Linked DNA regions of Anas platyrhynchos: region 1 is linked to region 2. The links are chromatin contacts, called in public Hi-C maps. All regions are on one chromosome and are shown on one strand. The core of a region is the stretch at or near the end of the contact, and the rest is flanking DNA. Distances in the headings are between cores, read along the strand shown.

Region 1 (3,827 bases), core at 566-3,065, 93 kb after region 2:
AGAGCATTTCGTGCCCTTCCCCGGTGGTTTCTAGCATGAAGCAGCCAGCACATCGTCGCTGCTTTTTCCACCAAAGGTCACACACAAACGCACTTACATTAGACAAGAAAATAAGTAGCTGCTAGTTTGCTGGAAAGGAAAAAACTAATGGTGGCAAGCAGGAAGAGGCTTTTGGCTTAAAGCGTTTCTGTCCCAAAGCCTCTGCTCTAGAACAGTAAAAATGTTATAAAGTTAATCAAATGAGGGAGTGGGATGTGCAGGTCACTTTCTGAACATGCTTAAGTCAAGAAGGACGTGGCCCTGCCAGAACTGCTCAGAAAAGGCAATGCCACGAAGGGGCCTGAGAATTTTCCCTAGTTCTCCTGTCAAAATGAGTTTTTAACAGCTAGCTTGAATTCTTACTGTAAAGCATTCCCTAGCATAAAAAATGATATGCTAGGGAAAATTCATGCAAGTTTATCTACAAAATGCAAGCTCAGACTTTTAGATTTAGATACAAATGTTGAGACTTTCAGATACCTTTATCTCAAAATTATCATTCTTCCTTGGTCCTGATAATCAGAAAACATTAACAAACTGCTAAAAGTTTCAACTTAGAAAGGTAACACCATCATTTCTTTCCTAGTTTAGGAATTAACACATAAGTGGTACTGCAATTTTTAAAGTGAAAAGCTGTTGCTCTTGCTCTTTCCTGGGTCTTCATGAATCATAAAAACCTCTCTTAAGAAAGAGAGTCTGAGGTCTTTTTCTCCTCTCAAGCAAGCGGTCTCAAGTTATTACTAATGTGAATGACACCTGCAGGCGCTGTTCTGCAAGGTGCTTTTTCTTACAGTCTCACATGAAACACGTCATTGTGCACATGGATTGGCTCTTTCAGGTGCAAAACAGCATAAATGTCACCACACAAACACAGCCTTAATCTAATTGGGGCAGACAGGTGTCTGCACATTGCCATGTGCGCACAGGAGAGCCAACAGGACTAGCAGTGCAAATAGGAAAGCAAAAGCCTGTCACCTTCAACTCACCACGCCTACATACTACCTTATAAATCCAAGCTTGTCCCCACCCCAAACTGATTTTAGGAGATCCTTTTATTTGTCTTCTCAAAACATAAATATTTAGCAACACACCTCATCTTATATTTGCTGAGTGCATCTTGGTGACAAGTAGAAATCTGAATTGGCTTTTTGGTTGTTTTTCAATAACATATTGTTTGACCTCTAATCTGGGTTTTAATCTGTTTCAGTAACAGATTCAAGGCATTTCCCAAATGTTTCCAGTGACACAATGGGGCTTGTTTGGCATCCAGAAGACATGCTTATAACAGGACATTTGGACTCCTTGTGTAGTTGTTTACTTCCTGGGCTCATTGACCTTGTCTTCGCTGGAGATGTCTGTTGATCTGTGTCCCATATTTTTAAATATTTGTGATGTATCTGTAAAACAAAGCAAAAGTGCTCAAAGCAGTACACAGCACTCTAATAAATGAATGTATCAGGTATGCTTCAGGAGAGCAAATAAACAACCTTTATTATAGCTAAACCCAAAACACTTCAGGATTAAGTTAGGATTAGCCAAGGGATGATCTGAAATAGACCAATGAATTGTCCGATGGCTACTCCATCCTGCACAGATGACACCGTGAAACTTCCCAGAAACCAGTGCTTTTCTGAGCCTTGACAAGGGCTGTGGAAAGGTTTGTGGAGGAACTTTTAGCTTTGTAATTTAGCAAGAGATGTGAATGCAAGCACTCCTGTGCTCACTCTTAAACTTAATTAAGTATTTACCTGCTGCTAAACTGGTCCATGACAACAGATCTAGGTGCCTGAAATCAGTTGTTACAGAGACAACATCTTCCATACATCATTTATGAAATGTATCTGTACGATTCATCACTAAGAAGCTTCACAGATATTCACTTGCAAGTGGTCACTAATATGAACATGCAAGATCCAGTGCAAAGTTCAGTTCAGAGTTTTTTTTATTAAAACACCTTTTCACATTCCCTATAGTAACAGACTTGTATGGACACTTGTGGGATGCTAGAATGAACATCTTTCATCAGAATTCAGTCATTTGTGAAAGGCTTATGATACAAAAAACATTTGCATGGGGAACAATAAATTAGAAATACTAGCCAGTAACTTGAGCTTGAAAATTTAAAAGTTTGGAATGAAGATATAAAACCTTTTTGTATTTCTTGCTGATTTTGTGCCTTTGATGCAATGCTTTAAGCAGTAACTATATATGTATATACACATCCATGTCTTCTCTTTGTAATTAAAATGAGAACCTTCTTACCTGTGGCCCAGATCTTGTAGTAATTTAATCTGCAGTAAGAAAAGGAGAGCAATTGCAGTGTCAGAGACCAGCTTCTTAAAGGATGTTAAAGGATGGTACTTTTTGTTTTTCTGTTAAACTAATGCAACTGAAAAAAACGTGGGCTTCAGAGATTAGATCCAGGTCCAGAACTGGATCCATGATAATCATTTATCATACTATAGAGAAGAGGAATAGGTATGGAGTTCCGTAGTGGACAAGCTGGGCACAAGTATAACTTTAGATCTCTCCTAAAATCCCAGGAATAAGCATTATACATAACTGTTTTTTCAGATACAAACTCACCGACCTCGGTGTAGTATCCACCCACTCAAGATGTTTATTTTGCATCATCCAAAATAAGCATGATTAGCAATCATTCCTTGAAGAACCATCATAGCAAACTAACCAACAACATCAGAACTTTTAGAAGGAAAAAGCAGTTTAGCAAAGAATAAAGAATATTTGTGTCTCTACTGAGAGAAGCACTTGGTAAAGTACTGAATCTCTGAACAGTTATTCAAGTTTTTAGAGAGCCCAGAGCTCACTCTTCTGTTAGGCCCTAATTGCAGCGTAGCATCCAAATGAGCTATAAATTAGCTGGCTCCAAGACTGGTAGCAGTCCAGCTGCTGCAGCACAGGGAGTTCAGCGCAAGATGCAAGATCACATCGAAGTACATACATGGCTGGGCAGGCTGTGCTGAGCTCTGTTCTGCCACGGTAGAGTGTTACTGATTACCAAGTTAGCTAGATTAAAGCAAGCTTAGATATTTCTACATTCTATTAGCATCACAGTAGTTACTGCACTGCAGAAATGTACTTTCTCAGCCATAGTTTCCCCTTTTATTTCCTCAGAGCATGATGAATTGGGAGGCTAGAAAGACAAAATTTCATTAGCAGGGGAAATTAAAGATGGGAACCCAGGTCAGTGGTTTCCTGAGCCACTTTCCTATGAGAATTTTTTTTGCATTTTTTTCCATTAAATGCTTTAGGAATATCTCTTTTGTTCCCCTTGAGGAAATAAACTTTGGAAAGAAGAGCCTGGCAAACTCATAAGTAAGTGCTGCAGAGCTTTTGAAACAGTTGCAACATCTTCCATCTCGGCTTGTTTTCTTCTCCCAGATGATGTTTGAGATGAGTACTCTAGGTAGCATCAGGATGCCCTTGTATTCTCTGTTGGCAACAAGACCAAAAAAAGAAAAAAAAAAAATGAATGTAAATAGCCCCCTGCCCTCCCCTCTCCTTTTTGATCAATACAAAAACTTAAAATAAAATAACATCTTCCTTAGACCACTGTACAATGAACTAATAAATACGCACAGTTCCCTGGGGAGATATTAGCATTATCTTCATCAGATAAAAAAGGAGATAAGACAATTGGGGATTTGGGTTAACAATCAAAGACTGGAGTGCAATACTGTAAATCAGCAACATCTGTAACTGCGTGTTTACTGATAAAAGTCAGATTCTTATGGAACTTGCTGGCACTGAATGGATCTGAAAGTCAG
Region 2 (3,571 bases), core at 715-3,214:
AAGCTGACTCATTAGGCTGACTGGGTGTCTTTCAATCACAGAAGGATAAAGGCTTTGATCCAAAAGCCAGAAAACCTGATAGTGGTTCAGATGAGGAAGGGGGGAATGAAGCCAGTGATTAACATTAAGATCATGTACATGGAAAATAGTAACATGAGAAACTGAACTGGTGGAATTAAAAAAAAAATCTCTGGAGTTGGCACATATGCCAGAGAAATCGCTGTTATACCAGATATATAGCCTTTGTTTCCCCCTGCATCTCTGGGGCTTAAAAATAAGAAAAAAAATTTAGTGCATTATTTCCTAACTCCTGTGTCACCTGTTGGGGTTAGCTGCCAAATACTACTGACTGCCAAAACTGAAAAGCCCCCCAAACTAAGTCAGCATTACCATCGGATAGGTGATGATAAAAGCCACCCAGCCGATGAGCAGGAAAGTGCTGAGAATGATGGTGGCCATGTCTTTCAATATAGAGTCCACAGGAGCCTCTGGCCGAGCAATAGGCCGAGCAAGTTTCTCCTCAATGTCCTTTGGAACAGCAGGAGGCACTTCTGTTGTGGAACCTTCCACTATATCAATAACCTATGAGGAAGAGAAAGCTCTGTTAGCTCAAAGACCTCCATAAGCAGTAGATGATTTATATGCTAGGCTTTCTGCTAGATCACTTCTAATAAATCATAAATTTATAATTATATAATAATTATTATACATTTAAAATAATAATTTATAGCCCTACCAAAAAGAGTTTTGCATGTGGAAATAAAACATCTGAAAGCCCTAATTCTGAAATAAGAATGACACCTCATGATATCACTGATTCTACATGCAAGGTACATGAAAATCTGCCACAAGCAATGTGAAGTAATTTCATATAGCTTTTCTTCTGAGTCTCTCCACAACCTCTATTCTTCTATATTATTTAATCATCCAGTAAAATGATTATTCTCATCACAAACCTCTTCAATAGTGGCTTTATCAGAGTCAGCTGGAATCACATTTTCAGGCCTCTTGGGTAAATTGCTTGGGAATTTCTCCAGGATCTTTGTAGGGGCAGATAATGGTGTTTCGTGGTGCCCTTAAAATAAAACACATTTGTTGAAATAAGAAATTGTCCCTCTTCAAGGAAGAGGGCCTTGATTTCAGCATCTTTGCTTAAGAGCATACACAAAGTTGATTTTCAAAAGACTTGAGATCACAGTCCAAGAGCTTGCATTAAAACATTTTTCCCGCTGTTCTGCCCCTGCAGTCACAGGTATAGTGAACACAGTTGTGAAGAACTCCCTGTTAGGGCATTGACGGTGGGTTTGGTTCCTGAGCTCTCTGTGACCATGCCAGGAACACATTACAATGCCTCCTAGCTGTCTCTCTGTCAAGTTAGTTTTACTTTGTGATGTGGCCTTGAAGCAAAGATCGTGTTTGAGATCTGAAATAGTTCTGAGGGGCATGAATCATATTGCATAAGAAGGAAGGAAGAATCAATCCAGCACTTAGCTACAATTGCTCTTCATGCTCCTTTGGCTCATGCTAACCAAGTAAGTGAGAAGAAGGAGAAGCAACTGTGCTCCCAGCTTTTCCAATTGGAGTGCCTTAATCCCTCATTTGTGAAATGAGGAAGACATGAACATCCAATCTTTATAATGAGAATTAAAGTAATATGCGCAATAAAATCCCAAAGAACCAGAATATAGTATGTGCAACAATGTTCACCGTAAATTATCTATACCCCTCTCTGGATGAGGAGGCAAATAAATAAACAACTTCCCACACACTGAGCTGAACACTCCTCATCCTATAAACTGAGTAAAGCAGAGGCCTTGGAAAAATTAGTAAGCAGATATCTGCTTAATGCATATTCCAAAGGGGACGAATTGACAATGATTACTAGAATGTAGTAATTGCCTCAGTTTAGGCAGTCATTGTGACTTTGATTTACAGAAGTAGAAAAACAGCTCTTAGGCCTGGATTAAAAGTGTCCACGAGATGGCAATGTGAACCTGCCTGACAAGCAGACAAGGGCTAAGAGAGGGACCTCATAATATACCTATTAAAAGCCAGTCGTTCCAGTAGTTGAGTTTGGTCTTTTCTTTCAGTCTGCCTGAAAACTTCAAATCCGTACTGGGGGTGATAACACACTCGCCAGTGTCTTCGATTGTGACTCCTTCTGTTTTTGGACCCTCTAGTAAGGGTATAGCACTGCCACGGGGCTAGAAAGAGAGACCATTGCTATAATTAATAACACACTGTTTCTCTGTAATATTTAAGTAGGCAAGTAAGTAGAAAAAAATGGAGGGTCAAAATTAGTGGGCAAGCAAAAACTCCCAGCAGCAAAGTCACCATAAGTAAATACTGCTATTACACCCTCAGTAAATGCTTCAACAGCCTTGGACATTAGACCTAACTTACATGTTGCCTAGGCGATGAGATTACTCTCTCTTTTTAGAAAAGTGAAACAGGAGCTTTGTTTGCTACCTGGATAGTCACTGAAAAAAATAACTATGGTGCAGTTTCCTATCAAAAGGGAGTTATTTTGATTATAAAAATAAATACAATTTTAAAAAAGCCATTTTAACAGTAACCACAATACATCAACAGTACTGCACAGCTACCTCTGGTCCACTCCTGCTAAGCTCATCTGGCACAATTCCCGATGATCTACAGTCACGTCTTTGCAACATTTGAAATGACTTTGGAAATACAGTCATGCATTCTAAATGCTTACTGTTGTTTCATGAAGTACTCAATTTGCCATTTATTTATAGCAATCTGCAATTTAAAAACTAATTGCTGTAGACCTACAGTCTTCAGTGTTTTATTTTCTATTTTAATAAGGATCATCCTTTTTCAGATATTGGAACAAATTTAATCGGTACAGGTCCACCTTATACTGCATAACAGTTTGTCTTCTGTTACAAGACAGAATGATAGGGTTATAAAATCATTTTACTTAGGAAAGTATATCATGCTTTCACAACAGAAGTCTCAGAATTCCAGATGCAATCAAAATATCCCTTTTTTAGATACACTGAAGATACTTCTCATAGAAATAAGCTCACTATTTGTGTGTTGATGGGACTTTACAATAATTCTGTACATTTTGATGAACATATGTTCTACTGTCTGCTCTCACTCAAAACAGAGTTCATTTCAACTCCTTTGTAACTCAAAACAATACAAATTCTGTAAAGACACTTTTCAGCAGATGTCATTCAACTCTTGTAGCTCCCAACTTACCATGACCGCTACTCCTTCATGCACCATTGATGGTGATGCATACAAACTTGTGGAGTACTTCCCTACATATAGAGTTGGTCTGGAAAAAAAACAAAAACAATACATGTTAGAAAGAAATAGATGACAGTTTTACCATCTTAGCTAGGTTGCCAAGGTTAAAACCCTGGCAACACAATCCTACAAAACTAATGCATGAATTTCTAAAATCATCAACATCTAGTTCTTAAAAACACTGAATTCATAAACTTAAATGCTGCTGTATGATCAAGCCATTTGTTTTAATTATGAAAGCATTATTAGTTGTCATTACTCATATAACTCATGTCCTATTCTTTATTAT

Evidence for each region. A called contact is a pair of places that touch in the nucleus more often than the background predicts.
Region 1: a Hi-C map of liver shows a contact between it and region 2, with 2.1 times the contacts expected there. The contact joins the promoter of TEX2 here to the enhancer-like site in region 2. A contact is called at or near these places in 2 of 8 Hi-C or Micro-C datasets (liver and subcutaneous adipose tissue).

What each region holds. Positions count from the first base shown.
Region 1 is chr19:6,623,522-6,627,348 of IASCAAS_PekinDuck_T2T, forward strand. TEX2 (testis expressed 2) reads right to left here and starts at 1,816. Exons shown (of 12, transcript XM_072025560.1): 1 at 1,131-1,816. It overlaps PECAM1 (platelet and endothelial cell adhesion molecule 1), which reads right to left. Exons shown (of 15, transcript XM_005012300.6): 15 at 1,964-3,492. The coding sequence ends at 3,473.
Region 2 is chr19:6,530,322-6,533,892 of IASCAAS_PekinDuck_T2T, forward strand. It overlaps ERN1 (endoplasmic reticulum to nucleus signaling 1), which reads right to left. Exons shown (of 22, transcript XM_072025564.1): 9 at 3,232-3,310; 10 at 2,042-2,204; 11 at 957-1,075; 12 at 391-582. Among named protein-coding and RNA genes, the nearest start is that of ERN1, 30 kb to the right of the region's middle. Within about 2 kb of position 1,965, at least 1 of the 8 cell types and tissues checked has an H3K27ac peak or open chromatin away from gene starts, as enhancers often do. A contact at or near this core is called in subcutaneous adipose tissue, where this site is marked.